Linked DNA regions of Sus scrofa: region 2 is linked to region 1. The links are chromatin contacts, called in public Hi-C maps. All regions are on one chromosome and are shown on one strand. Each heading gives the region's core, a stretch centred on a gene start, on an enhancer-like site or on the middle of the called end of the contact. The rest is flanking DNA. Distances are from core to core; before and after follow the strand shown. Region 1 overlaps FAM13A (protein FAM13A). Region 2 holds the start of FAM13A (protein FAM13A).

Region 1 (6,730 bases), core at 162-2,661:
GATTTACAATGATGTGCCAATTTCTGCTGTGCAGCAAAATAACCCGATCACACGTATATGACAATATATACACACCACTATATATACACACATTCCTCTTCTTATAGTAACTTCCATCATGGTCTAGCCCAAGAGATTGGATGGGTCCTTTATTATTGAACTCATATATCTGTGTTAGCCATATAGTATTGATGTGTCCACCAAATTAGACAAAATATTGTTCTGTCATTTGAGTTTTAACCATTTCTAAAAATGTTTGTTATGAAATATTTTAAAAACTCATGTAGAATAGAGTAAGCAGTATGCCTTGTAGCAGAGTTCTGGGGCAGACTTGAGAAATTCTGAATCCCATTTCTATTCTGCCACTAACTTCCCATATGAATTTGAACAAATTACCTAATTTTCTAGTATCAAGTTTACTCATCAATAAAATATTGTGATAAATAATAGTGATTTCCTAACTCAAGAAGTTAACTGAAGTATTAAGCAAGATATAAAGATACATTTTTGAAAGATAAAACCTTAAGCAAATACAGAGAACGGATTTATTATTATTGGAGTTTCTAAATGTCGAATCAAAACAGACTCTGAGGACAACTTTGATTGAAGTAAATTCTGGACTTAAGTCAACTTCCGTTGTTTTAAAAGGCTGATTTTAGTTATTGATATGCTATCACGAGGTCTGAACCTACATTTCAGGGTGACTAATCCATTTCATAAATGTGATAGAGGATTTAGTCAGACAATGAAATGTTTTTACTAGCAGATATAGCAACAGAAAGTAGACGCTTGCAATGGGCTTTGTGTTCTAAATTCAGAATGATGACTGGTCTGTAAAAAAAAAAATCTGGGAAAAAGTACAGAGAAGAGGACACCGTTTTGGTCGTCTTGCACCCCCCCCAACCCCGTTTCTGAACATCTTGGTCTTGGCTCTCTGCCCTTTCTTCTGCCAACCGTAATGCTCTGGGCTTTGTTGTAGCTCCCGGCAAGTCCTGGGCTATGAAAGAACTCTTATTAAAATATATTTCTCCTATTCTGTTCATCTACAGATTAACAATGATGTTCCCAAAATAAAGCGTGGTGTTCCTCGCTGAGGAGGCCCCTAAGGGGAAGCTTAGTTAACAGGCCTGTGGCAGACCTTAGGAGACACTGATTTATTGTTACCTTAAAAAAAAAAATCGATAAATTAAATGAAGAACCAACCAACCAAAAAAAAAAAAAAAAGTGCTGTGGGTGTTCTTAGAGGAAAATTACTCTACAAACACATTCAAGTTTATAGGGATGAAATGCCAAAATTGTACGTCGAAATAGCTTCCGTGGGAGTGGCTTCTTGGATCCCTTGAGACCATGGGCAGTCTTGGGACGTGTTTTCTCCCCAGAAATGAGAGCTGCTACGTGCCTTGGGAGATGTCACCAGTGACTAGTAACCCCCACAATGTAAACAAACATCAGCAGGAAATAAATATGGGTAGGGCAGGGTTCTAGAAGCATGCCTTCCTTCTAGAAAAGTATCACGCCTTCCCATGCTAGTGGGTTGTTTGATTTTTTTTTTTTTTTAATTTTTCTTTTTTTCAGGACGTAAGGGGGCCGGGTAACTTGCCTTCTGTCACAGAAACCTTTAGTTTCAGAGGCAGAGTCTCTCCCGGACAAATGGATTTCCTTGTTGGCTGTCTCAGTAATGTTAGGAAGTCAAGGGACTCTGTGCTCTTGCTGCAGTTATTGGTTGCTTTCTCCGGACGGACAGGCTTGTCTGGGGACCAGCTCGGCAGAGAGTTTCGAGTTACCAGATTTAGGCAAGCCTCCCGAGGAGCCGGAGGAGGAGCGGCAGCCCAGCCGCAGAGGCCAAAGCAGCAGCGCCTTTAAGCCCTGCAAGCAGCTGCGGCTCTGATTGGCTGGCTGGTTCAGCTGCTTCCCTGGAACAAAGGTCAAAGTGGACTGCGGTGTTAAAGTCAAGAGGCTGCGATCGAATCGCACTGCTCAAGTTTGCAGGCTGAGAGCCGCAGGACGCTGGCTGACGGCAGCCCAAGTTGCTTCCCCCCCCCGCGGCGGTGGCGGTGGCAGCGGCAGCGGTGAGGTGCCGCCTCACGCCCCAAGCCCAGCTCAGCCACGGTGAGCCGCCGAGCAGCCGCTCACCCGTCCAGACCAACTTTGGCGCGGAAGAGACAGTTGTGAGAGTCCCTTGCAAACTGCCAGACAAGGATGGCTTGCGAAATCATGCCTCTGCAAAGGTAGTATTCTTTCCTCTTCGGGTCTTTTTTTCTGGTCTGTGTTTTCTGCGTGGTATAAAACCATGTTAACTTGGCCACCACTTGGCATCTTTCGGTAATAGGCTGCAAGCTGTGTCGGGTCCGTTGGACAAAATGTTCTTTCCTAAGACCACAGAAATGCAAATATTCTCTTGCCTCTTTTACTGATATTTATGCCCACCGTCTTATCTTTTATGCTTCGTCTGGTCAGTTGTTTCCTTCCTCGAAAGAAAGTCAATGTAAGAAAGTAGCCTTGACACTTGAAGAAATGCAGAAACTGAAGACGGCATTGAGCAGGTTTAAAATAAAGCTGAATCAGCTTCCTAGCAATTTTGGGGAAGCTGTGGCAAGGATGTCCATAGGCTAGAAGCCTTTTCAAAATGCATCTTAGGAGCCCTATCTTCTGGAGTTCAGATCTAGGCAAGGACTTTCTATCAATAAGTACTTTATAGTACATGGACATAAACGTTAAGGATATTATTTCTCCATGAATAATTCCAGATAGGTTTATTACACAAATGACACCCTAAAAAAAAAAAAAGCAGATCTGTAAGAATGATTGAGCGCAAGGCTCTGTTTTGTTCGTTAATGATTATAATGTGGATTGCAGAGGGTGGCTGGAGGAGTTTTACCAAGGCAGAAAAAAGGTAAATTTAAGCAAAGGGCTTGTTAAAAAGAACACTGCTTGCTGGTGAACGAATACGTGAATAAGATATCCAGGAATGTTGAAGCTGGAAGTCACCTCGTGGTGACCGAGTCCAGCCCTCCAGTTTCACGGCAGGAAAACTGAGGCTTGGAAGAAATCCGAGTTGCCCAAGGTCACGTTTTAGGATTTTTAAAATCACTTTTGCCAATGTGATTATCCTGTTTTAACTGCGGCTGCTCTTCGTGCAGTGGCATTTGATCCCATATAAATGCTTCCTTTAAGGAAACTATATAGAGGGTTTTAGTCGTAAAAGTGATTATGAAAGTCAAATAATAAAAAATATGGTTTATCTATAAGATTGGAAAAACCTAGATAAAAGTGAGTTTTAAAAACCATGTCACCAGTATTTTCCCGGATGTTCATGTTTTAACAGCCAAAGTAAGGTAAACAAAAATGTACTGTTTGTTTGCAAATAGTTCCTGCAGGCGTGCCCTGCAAGATAAAACAGTGTGGTTATTTTTCTTGCCCTGTAATGACAAGTGCACTGTAATGAGAACTTGACGGAGGTGTCCTCAGGATTCCTTTTCTAAAATTGACACCCCAGTGGAGCAGAAAGTGAATTATGGATAAATCGGAAGTTTTTCTCTATTAATTTGGTGGCAAAATCCACATGCTGGAAACTTGCAAGGGACTAGAAACTAATGTACACTTTTTGGAACTTTGACTTGGTTTCCAACTTTAACGTTGGGGACTTTTTTTCTGATGATGTCAGTTTTCAAGTGTCTTAAGCAAGCCTTTTCTAGATAAGTGTATTAGCTGTATTACTGAACTCTGTAATAAGCTTGCTCAATGACATAATAGCTGTTAAGAAGAAAATGGATTTTTATTCGGCTAAATATTGTTTAGGGAGCTAAGCTGATGAAAGCTAAAATAGAATCAGCTTAGTTGCCTCCAAAATTATTTTGCCCTGACAGTCCTGCTTAGTAAACATATGAAAGAGGAATACTTTGAATTTGCATTAAAAAATGCAGATAGGGTGGGGGAAAAAATGTAATTGTAATGTCTACATGTAAGGATAACCTGACCCCCTTACTGTACAGTGGGAAAATTTAAAAAAAAATTATAAAAAAAAAAGAAAAAAAAATGCGGATAGGTGCATTTGCTGTTTCCCTGTGTCTGGAGGATTGAAACTGATTGATAACCTTGCCGCCTTCACATCCAGCCTGTGCCTGCCTTGGATTATAAACCTCTTGAAGGCAAGGAGTGGGTAGGTGTGTGTGTTTCTCGTCATGAAGGATCTCTTGTGAATTTAAGTGCCTATGCAGAAAAATTTCCTCTTCCTGTATGCAATTGCTTCTTCCAATCCCAGTTCAGTATCTTTGGCCAAGGATTTCTGTGACTCTCTGGGAAAGATGACAGGTGCCAGCCACCCCCAGTGTTATCCCGCTGGAGCAGGAAGGTCGCAGAGCCTTGTGGTAAACACACTCTGTTCTGTTTAAGGGCACAGAGGAGCTGGAAACTGAATTAAAAGCAGACGAGTGAAAGAAAAGCTTTAGATACCACTTAAAGAAACTCATGCTCATTGTATTAAGCAAAGAGGGCAATCCTTCTTTGCTTGTATGCGAATTACCTGGGGGACTTATTTTTAAAATCAGCTTCTTCCTGCTGCCTGCCTTCCCTCGACTTAACTGAATCTGCATCTAGGTGTGACAGGGAAAGTACCAACATGGTAACAAGCTTCCTGAAAGCAAGTCTGGTACAACTGGTTCACACACGCAGACAAACACTGATCTAAATTCTGGTTAATGATTACAGCTTGTATCAAGCCACTGACAGCAGGTACCTGTAGGATTCTAACACTGCGCTGTTCCGTGTCCCCAAATAACATCAGTACCTTATGTGAGGTTTTTTTTTGTTTTTTTTTTTTATAATGGATGCTTTCATTTACTACATGGTCGGTGTTACCTGGTAAAACGAAACACACAGTGTTTTTTCCTATTTCCTTTATGACCAAAGTCGACTCTGCACTGCCATTGACCCTGTGGGAATTAAGGCGTAACCTCTGCTTCAGGAAGGCCACAGGCCAGTGAGGATGCAGACACATTACTAGACAATTACAGTACGTGTGGTGACTTCAGTAATGGATGGTATAATTAGCATAATAATAGAGGGTGCCCGCACGGATAGTATAACCCTATGTGTTATTTAACCTCATATAAGCACGTGATCTTATGAGAGGGCACGTTTGTACCCAGTGTCTGCTTAGCTTATAAGTCCCATGAGTGACTTGTTAGCCTTTCTTAGAGTATTGTGAAAGTAGGTAGACCATCAATTTGTTACTGCTGATCTGTCGCGAAGATAAGAGTAACAGATGAGGTCGAAGGTGAAGAGTGAAATAAAATGCTTTGGTTGCCTTTAATGTCCTTTGCCATCTGTTTACCACTTAAGGTAATTTGCAGACTGTCCAGGATGTAAGGGACTATGTCGAAACTCGGGATCTTTAGAAAAAAACTGCAGAGGCGCAATGTTTAAAATGTGACCCTCTGTAGGTAAATACCTTCGTTCTTAAAGTTCACTTCGAATGGCTTAAATTAATGATGGGCTATCTATTGGGGCCATTAAAGTATCCCAGTTATTTTTAAAAATACTGAAACAGGTATGTGTTAATTCTTATACTTAATGATAAAACTCAATACGCTGTAGGGCATTGTGTAGGTAGTCTTGCCAACTGAAAAAGTTCCCCCAAAGAAATAAAATAATCATAGAAATAAATAGAGAAACTGTATTAAGACGTGCAATAAAGTTGCCTCACCTACTAAATGTACCTCCTGTCACTGAAGAGATAGTCTGTTTTGTTAGATTCCAGGCTTTGTGTATGCCGTCGTCTCTTTGCATGATTTATGTTCCACTGGATGTCTTTCCTTGGGTCCGTAGGTCAAGGATTTCTATTGTATGTATAGAAAGACTTCAGTAAGCTAAGAAATAAAGTCTTCCCTCACTCTATGTCGATGACAAAACTCTCAACTTTACAGCAGTATTTTGATTTGCCGGAGGAACTTTCAATAGTCACTCGCTCTTTTTACATCTGCCAAGACGGACAGTGGAGGATGAAGTTAAAAGCACTAATGATGAATCAAGATTGCCTTGGTTTTAATGCATCGGCATCTGCTTTCACTTGTTTAGCATCCTTTTTCTCCCCTTGGTTTATTTGTTTCAGTGGGAAACTGAGATTAATGATTAACCCTCTTTTTCATTTCTTCATCAAGCCCACTGTGATGGTGAAATGCACCAGAATTCCAAATTGCAGTGGCTCTTTAATAAGATTTAGAGCAACAGGGGTAATTAACAAGTATTAGCACCAACATGGGAAAATTTCACTGTATCTTCTGATCAGCAGGATTCACCTGGTCTTTCCAAGGACTGGCCTTTAGAATATTCTTTGCCAACAAGTAAACATTGCTAACAGGGGGCTGCTGGGGGACTTAACCAGGGAGCAGCCCAGCTAATGACGGGCTTCCTCGTAGTCTTCTGTGTGATGTTAGAGAGCCCTCTACTGCTTGTGGGGACACCTTCAGTGAAGTTATTGATAAAGCCATGTGGTTGAGAACTCGTTGGTCCCTTGATAGCACTCCCTGCCCTGCCCACCTTCCCCCTCCACACACACAGTCTAAGAGGGAATTAGAAGCTCCCTCACCTCAAGGCTGGGTTAACCCTTCCAGGGTTGAGTGTCTGAATTTAGACTTCATCGCCAATAGGGTCTGTATGTGTAGTGACAAGTCATTGAGACCAAGTAAGATCTCTGTGGCCCTGTTCTCACAGGAAGGTTGCAGTACCTCTG
Region 2 (6,460 bases), core at 1,579-4,078, 200 kb before region 1:
TTCACCATGACTATATAAAAGAGACTGCAACTGATAAGACTGCGGTTGGTAAATGGACAAAGAAAACGGATCAAAGACAGTTCACAGAATAGCAAATACAATGACTAATAATGATTTTTCTTTTTCTTCTTCTTTCTTTCTTTTCTTCTTCTTTTTTTTTTTTTTTTATGGCTGCACCAGCAGCATATGGAAGCTCCCAGGCCAGGGATTGAATTCAAGCTGCAGCTGCAACCTGTACTGTAGCTGTGGCAATGCCAGATCCTTTAACCCACTGTACTGGGTGAAGGTCAAACCAGTACCTCTGCAGTGACCTGAGCTGCTGCTGGATTCTTAACCCATTGTACCACGACAGGCACTCAGATTTTTCATGTATTTAATATTACAATAAAAAATGCAGCTTTTAAAATAAATCATTTTCACTTGCTAAATTAGGAAATATTTTACAAGGTATTTGGACTTGGGAAAGTATGAGTCGTGGAGCATAAACTGCCCGAGTCAGTGCATGTCAAGAGCCTTAGCACATGCTCATATGATCTGTGATCTAGAAATTTCACTTTAAGGAGTCTACTGGAAAAAAAAAAATCAGAGGACAAAGAATTCCTTAAAATCATACATATATAAAATCAAATCATGTAAATGTCTAAAAATGGGTGAATGACTAAATGGTTGTATATACAGAATGTAAATCACACATGATTAAAATTGTTTATTGTGCTAACAGTATGGGGGTAGGCCCCAATAGAACACCAAGTGAAAAAACCAGGATTTAAAATGATCAGAAAGTAGGAGTTCCTGTTGTGGCTCAGCGGAAAGGATTCTGACTAGGATCCATGAGGATGCAGGTTCGATCCCTGGCCTCCATCAGTGAGTTAAGGATCTGGCGTTGCTGTGAGCTGTGGTGTAGGTTGCAGACGAAGCTCACATCTGGAGTGGCTGTGGCTGTGGCATAGGCTGGTGGCTACAGCTCGGATTCAACCCCTAGCCTAGGAACCCTCATATGCCATGGGTTGTGGCCCTAAAAAGACAAAATAAATAAAATTAAAAAAAAAATCAGAAAGTAGATTTCAATTATGTTTTTTAAAAAGCACAGAAAAATCCTGGAAGTAGAGATGTTAAATGTTTCTGAGTGTCTTCTGTTATTCTTCTGGTGTATCTTGGCTTCTTTATTAGCATTTCTCCATTTACTAGTCATTTATCCCCCCCTCTCCCACTGGATCATCCATGAGATAAAGTACATACATTATCAGTAAGGTGTATAGGCCTTGAGGTGACCTAATCTTTAGGCTCTTATTTTTCACTATGGACCAGCAATATTGATATAATCAGAAAAAAAGACACATGTTTCAAGTATTAGCAAACGTTTATTTTTTGATTTTTTCCTTAGCACTGAGCCCAGTTTTCTAATGGGTGAATGGGAAGCAGAAGTGACAGCATCTAGATTATCTTAATCTAGAAGTTGAAAATTTTTTCTTTTTGTCTTTTGCCTTTTTAGGGCCATACCCACAGCATATAGGGGTTCCCAGGCTAGGGGTCAAATAGGAACTACAGCTGCCAGCCTCCCCAGTAGCCACAGCAACCTGGGATCCGAGCCACGTCTGCGACCTACACCACAGCTCTTGGCAATGATGGATCCTTAACCGAGGCGAGGGATCGAACCTGCAACCTCATGGATACTAGTCAGATTCATTTCTGCTAAACCACGATGGGAACTCCAAAATTTTCTTTTTTAGTAGAAAAAATGCTGTCATTCTCCCATCTCCATGTCTTTGTATGGCCTTGGGATGGTGTTATTCTGCCGTGTGGAAGTCGAGTCTGTGCAGTGTTTTGTGTGCACGTGGAAATAAAACGTACTCTGCTGTGTCCTGTGGTTTGCTTAGTACTAGTTGTCACCTTAGCTCCGCTGTGGGCAGCATGAGTTGGCTATGGGTACACAAAGAATACTAGATTTGAAGAGAAGTTTTGAAATGGGAGGTGATTTGTTTTCTCTTTTCCTTACACCTCCTCCCCTTAAGATATAAGGTTGTTATGTTTTGTGATTGGAGTAAATTTAAGCCTTTTAAAGTTACATCAGATGAAACTTCATAGGTAATATTCATCAGCATTCTCCTAAAATGTGCCCAAAAAAAGATTTGACAGAAAAGTAATAATAAAAAATAGGGCAGTTTCCTTCTGATTTATATGAAATGGATATTTTAGCTATCTGTTCTGGAAATTGTCAAATCAGACTTTCTAATGACACAGCATATGGAGTAGCAAATTCTTGAAGGTTCAGCCAGAGGCTAATTTTCCAGACTGTAAATCACATATGTAGATTTATGGCTGTCTAGAAACATGGGCTTTTATGTTTATCCCCAGTATATGCAAGATAATTTGAATGTAATTAGAAGCAGTAAGTAACAGCTACATAAAATAGAGCATCTGCACGTAGAACAATCCTGATAAAGGTGAAAGGAAGAAAATTTTGATAGAATTTAACCGATTTCTAGGGAGCCATAGAAATGAAAACTGCCTCGGGATAGAAATGAAAACTGCCTCGGGAGAAGGAGGAATATGCCTGCAGATGAAACCGGCGGGTGACTCCGTGAATTTCTCTTCGGGATGAGTAGCGACAGGAAGCAGGTGTGTGTTTCGCTTTGCTTTCTGCACTAAGCTAAGTCCTATTGATGACAATCACCAGGTGGTTGGCGGTTCCAAACTGAAGGCGCCAGTGTGTGACCTCTAGCGAGCCAGGTTTCCGAAAAAGATGTCAGCAACTTAAGGCCCAGGTCACATGACTCCTTCCGCTCGCTGGTACTAGAGGCTCTGGATCAAATTTCAACTCCAGGCAGTCCTCCCGGCCACGTGGGTTTCGCCAAATCAGAAGCCAAACCACACTTCCGAAAATGTTAGGAGCCGCTCCGCGCCTTCCGCGGGGACTCCGGATCCGGAGCTGGGTTTCACATCCGCGCACATCGCCAGAGTGGAATTTGAGGGCTGTGCCGTGATCTTGATGGTTCCAACCCGGCTCCATCAGGGCCACCGGGCACTTCCTGCGAGATGGGGGCGGGCGCTCTCGCCATCTGTGTGAGTACAGGCCACCTCTGCCTCCGTGCGCCCTGCCAGGGCGCGCAGAGGCCTCGGCCCTCCCGGTTTTGCGATGCCTGTGTCACTTAGTTTTTCCCTTCCTAGGAGGTGGGGGGAAGGTTCCCTTAAATTCCTTTCTATTCACATGGACGTTGATTGGGGGGGGGGGGCAGTCCGTCTTTTCGTCCACTTTCCTTTTCCAAAAAAAAGTGAAGAGCGATGCATGCGGAGCTCATTGGGGTCCGTGAACTTGATCTACTGTCGATCAGTCTCAAGCCTTGTAAGACTTTTTTTGTTCTGAAAGAGTTAAATACGAACGCTTCCTTGTAGCTACTGGAAATATCTTGTGCCTAGATGGAGCATGAATTAAAAGAATTAAAGTAACCATTCATCAATTTCCCTCAGAGAATGTAACATTTTTTTTCATTCCACATTTTTGTTTTCATTTAGTAATTCTAGAATTTTTGTTTCAGGAGGGTTGCTAAAAGTGATGGTAAAAGAGCTAACTAAGCTAATAAATGTGTGTGAATCCTGAGTCACCTATAGAAACCACTGGTTGTAATACTGTAGCAGCAGTAAATAACACTGATCTAAAAATCTATGGGAAAATGTGTATATGTCTAGGGCTGAAATTCATGAATTTCAAAGCACTTCCGTTGGTGCTTACGTGTAAGCTTTTGCAGTAACCAAATTTATCTTCAATTACTTAACTTCAGGATACTGTAATTAAATTTTTTAATTTCAGTGTATAGCAAATGCATAAATAAAATCTCAAGTTGATATTGTATTCTAGGTGGGCATTATATTTGTCCCTGGAGGTACTACATGAGAAATATCTTATTCTGTATTATCACCTTTCATTTCTCCCACGTGTCATCACATATAGGTCAGATCCAATGTGTTTTTCAGGTTTCAGCAAGAGCTGCATTTTGTTGTAGGCTGTGATGGCATCCTACCAGACATAGCTGGGTAATTTTTGACACCTAGGCCCTGAATGGCCACCAGATGGTGGCTTAGTCCCACAGGTTGAATTTTCTTAGTTAAGACTGCAAGGTGACACCCTCATGTCCACGCTCAGAACTTCTCAGCATCCTGTGAGCCCGTCTTCCTGACTCCCTTCCTTTCAGCCCCAAGCTTGTAGGATTCAGCTGCTGATCTTTTTCCTTTTCCAAAGAGGTTCCTTTCCTAAGGGGAACATACTGAGCTTTCATTTTCCTACAGACACAGGTCTGCATTTTTCCAGCTTTATAAAAAAAAAAAAAAAAAAAAAAACTTACAATCTGGCAGTGTGTAGAGTAAAGCAGCAGACTGACCTCTTTGTCCTGAGATGGACAGATATCTGCGTGTTTGATGAGATCTTTACTGCTTTTGCCCTTGGTCTGCGTGTATTGATCTGTATGTACCTCGACTAAAATGCAGACGGACCCATGTATGAAATTCTGTATTTTTCCTTAATTTTGATCCAAGCATGACAAACTTTCATTGAAGGCTGACATAAAATTATGCCATGGAAGAGATCATTTACTCCAGTGGAAGCGTAATTCTCAATCATTCCTACCCTTCTTCACCCTCAGCTTGGCCTGCGATTGTGCCGTGTCCCAGTTTTACTGTAGAAGAAATATTTACATGTTTAGGAATCATGGCATAGTATTTCTATAAGAAGAGTGACTGAAGAACAAAATGGTTATGTTTGTGATGGAAAAGTGAAAATGAAGTCACACTTGAACAGATGGTTTGGGCACACATACTTTTTTAGTGGAGGACTTCTCTACTCAGACATGGATGTGTTACCTGCTCAGGTATCCAGCTGCTGAAGACAGTCATTACAAAGTAATAGAGTGCTAGAGATTTAGAGAGAGTGTGTGTTGGTGTGTTGATGGATTCTTGAAGTGGGGCACAGACTGGCTTTAAGATTTTCACTTCCTACTTTCGTTGACTCACCAACTTTCTCTTCCTCATTGCTTTTGTTTTTCTCTTTCCCAAAGTGCTAGTGCTGTTGATAAAACTGCAATGGCCTCACAAATTCACGTACATTACATTACAAAGAAGAGGTAGGTTTTTTGCTGTCTTTCCTCAGCACATCTCTCCCAGGCAGAATAGAGATGATACATGCCAACTGGTAGCTTAGTCTCTTCTAGTTTTTTACAATTAATTAATAAATTTATTTTGGTTGCACCCACGGCACGGAGACGTCCCCGAGTCAGAGACTGAACCAGAGCAGCGACAACGTCAGGTCCCTTACCCACTGAGCCACCAGGGAACTCCAGTCTCTTCTAGTTTTAAATACACTTGGGGATGACCCAAGCTTCTCAGGCGAATACTGAGTCTTTTGGATTCCTTGCAGCTCAGGTTGTTTTTTCCCAAAGAGGCATGTGGTCATTTGGAAGAGAAGTGGGCTAAGAAGGCAGAGTTTGCATGGTCTACTGATAAAGAAAGGCGCGTGGGGGGCTATGTGTAGGTTCTTTTTTTCTTTTTTTTCTTTTCAACGGAGGTTCCCAGGCTAGGGGTTGAACCTGCGCCATAGCCACAGCAACATAAGATCCGAGCTGCATCTGCAACCTTTGCCACAATTTGTGGCCACACCGGATCCTTAACCCACCAAGCAAGGCCAGGGATCAAACCTACCTCCTCAGCTGCAGCAGCTGGATCCTTTAACCCACTGCGCTGGACCAGCATCCAACCTGCATCTTGCTCCTGCAGAGATGCTGCCGATCCCGTTGCACTGCAGCAGGAACTCGCTGGCTTTCTTTTATATAGACAGTATAGCCTTTTATAGCAACTTTTAATTTTTCTTGGTGGTACCCATCTAGTGTATAAAATTTAGGAGATGCAAATAACTAAAAAGGAGAAAATAAGAATCACCTAAGATTGCATAACTCAGAAATAAATAGATACTTATTTATTGCTTAAGTCCTGTCTTTCTTTCTAGGAGCATATAAACTTATAAACACAAATCACACTTGACCTTAATTCTATAGCATTTTTCCCTGATTAACAGTATAGTGTGACTGTCTGGGGTTCCTGTTTGTATGAGTCCTGCTCATTGTGACTTGCCCTTCTGTGCTTGGAGGTCTGGATAGAGGGAGGGCAGGAATATTTTTCTGGATTGCTTTCCAGAAAATTGAAGCTCCTTGCTTCTTACCCATGTCGTCTTTTCTTTTAAAGTTTTCTATGAGTGTAAAGGATGACAAATGGCATCACACTAGTGTTTTTACCTGTCTTTGATCATGAGGAACTTCACTGCCGTCCTAGAAAATCTGTTCCATCTTTCTTTTCTCTCTTTTTTTTTGGCCTTTTTGCTTTTTAGGGCCCTACCTGCGGCATACAGAGGTTCCCAGGCTAGGGGTCCAATCAGAGCTGTAGCTGCCGGCCTACACCACAGCCACAGCCACAGCCA

Evidence for each region. A called contact is a pair of places that touch in the nucleus more often than the background predicts.
Region 2: a contact with region 1 is called in a Hi-C map of skeletal muscle, with 4 times the contacts expected there. The contact joins the promoter of FAM13A here to the enhancer-like site in region 1. A contact is called at or near these places in 1 of 5 promoter capture datasets (liver), 17 of 47 Hi-C or Micro-C datasets (adipose tissue, alveolar macrophages, brain and 9 more) and 2 of 2 datasets of contacts at active chromatin or transcription factors (alveolar macrophages and skeletal muscle).

Annotation. Positions count from the first base shown.
Region 1 is chr8:130,219,805-130,226,534 of Sscrofa11.1, forward strand. The region is part of intron 8 of FAM13A (protein FAM13A); the gene reads left to right. Among named protein-coding and RNA genes, the nearest start is that of NAP1L5, 140 kb to the right of the region's middle. Within about 2 kb of position 1,412, at least 67 of the 83 cell types and tissues checked have an H3K27ac peak or open chromatin away from gene starts, as enhancers often do. A contact at or near this core is called in adipose tissue, alveolar macrophages, brain and 7 more, where this site is marked.
Region 2 is chr8:130,018,753-130,025,212 of Sscrofa11.1, forward strand. FAM13A (protein FAM13A) reads left to right here and starts at 2,829. Exons shown (of 24, transcript XM_021100748.1): 1 at 2,829-3,063. The coding sequence starts at 3,037.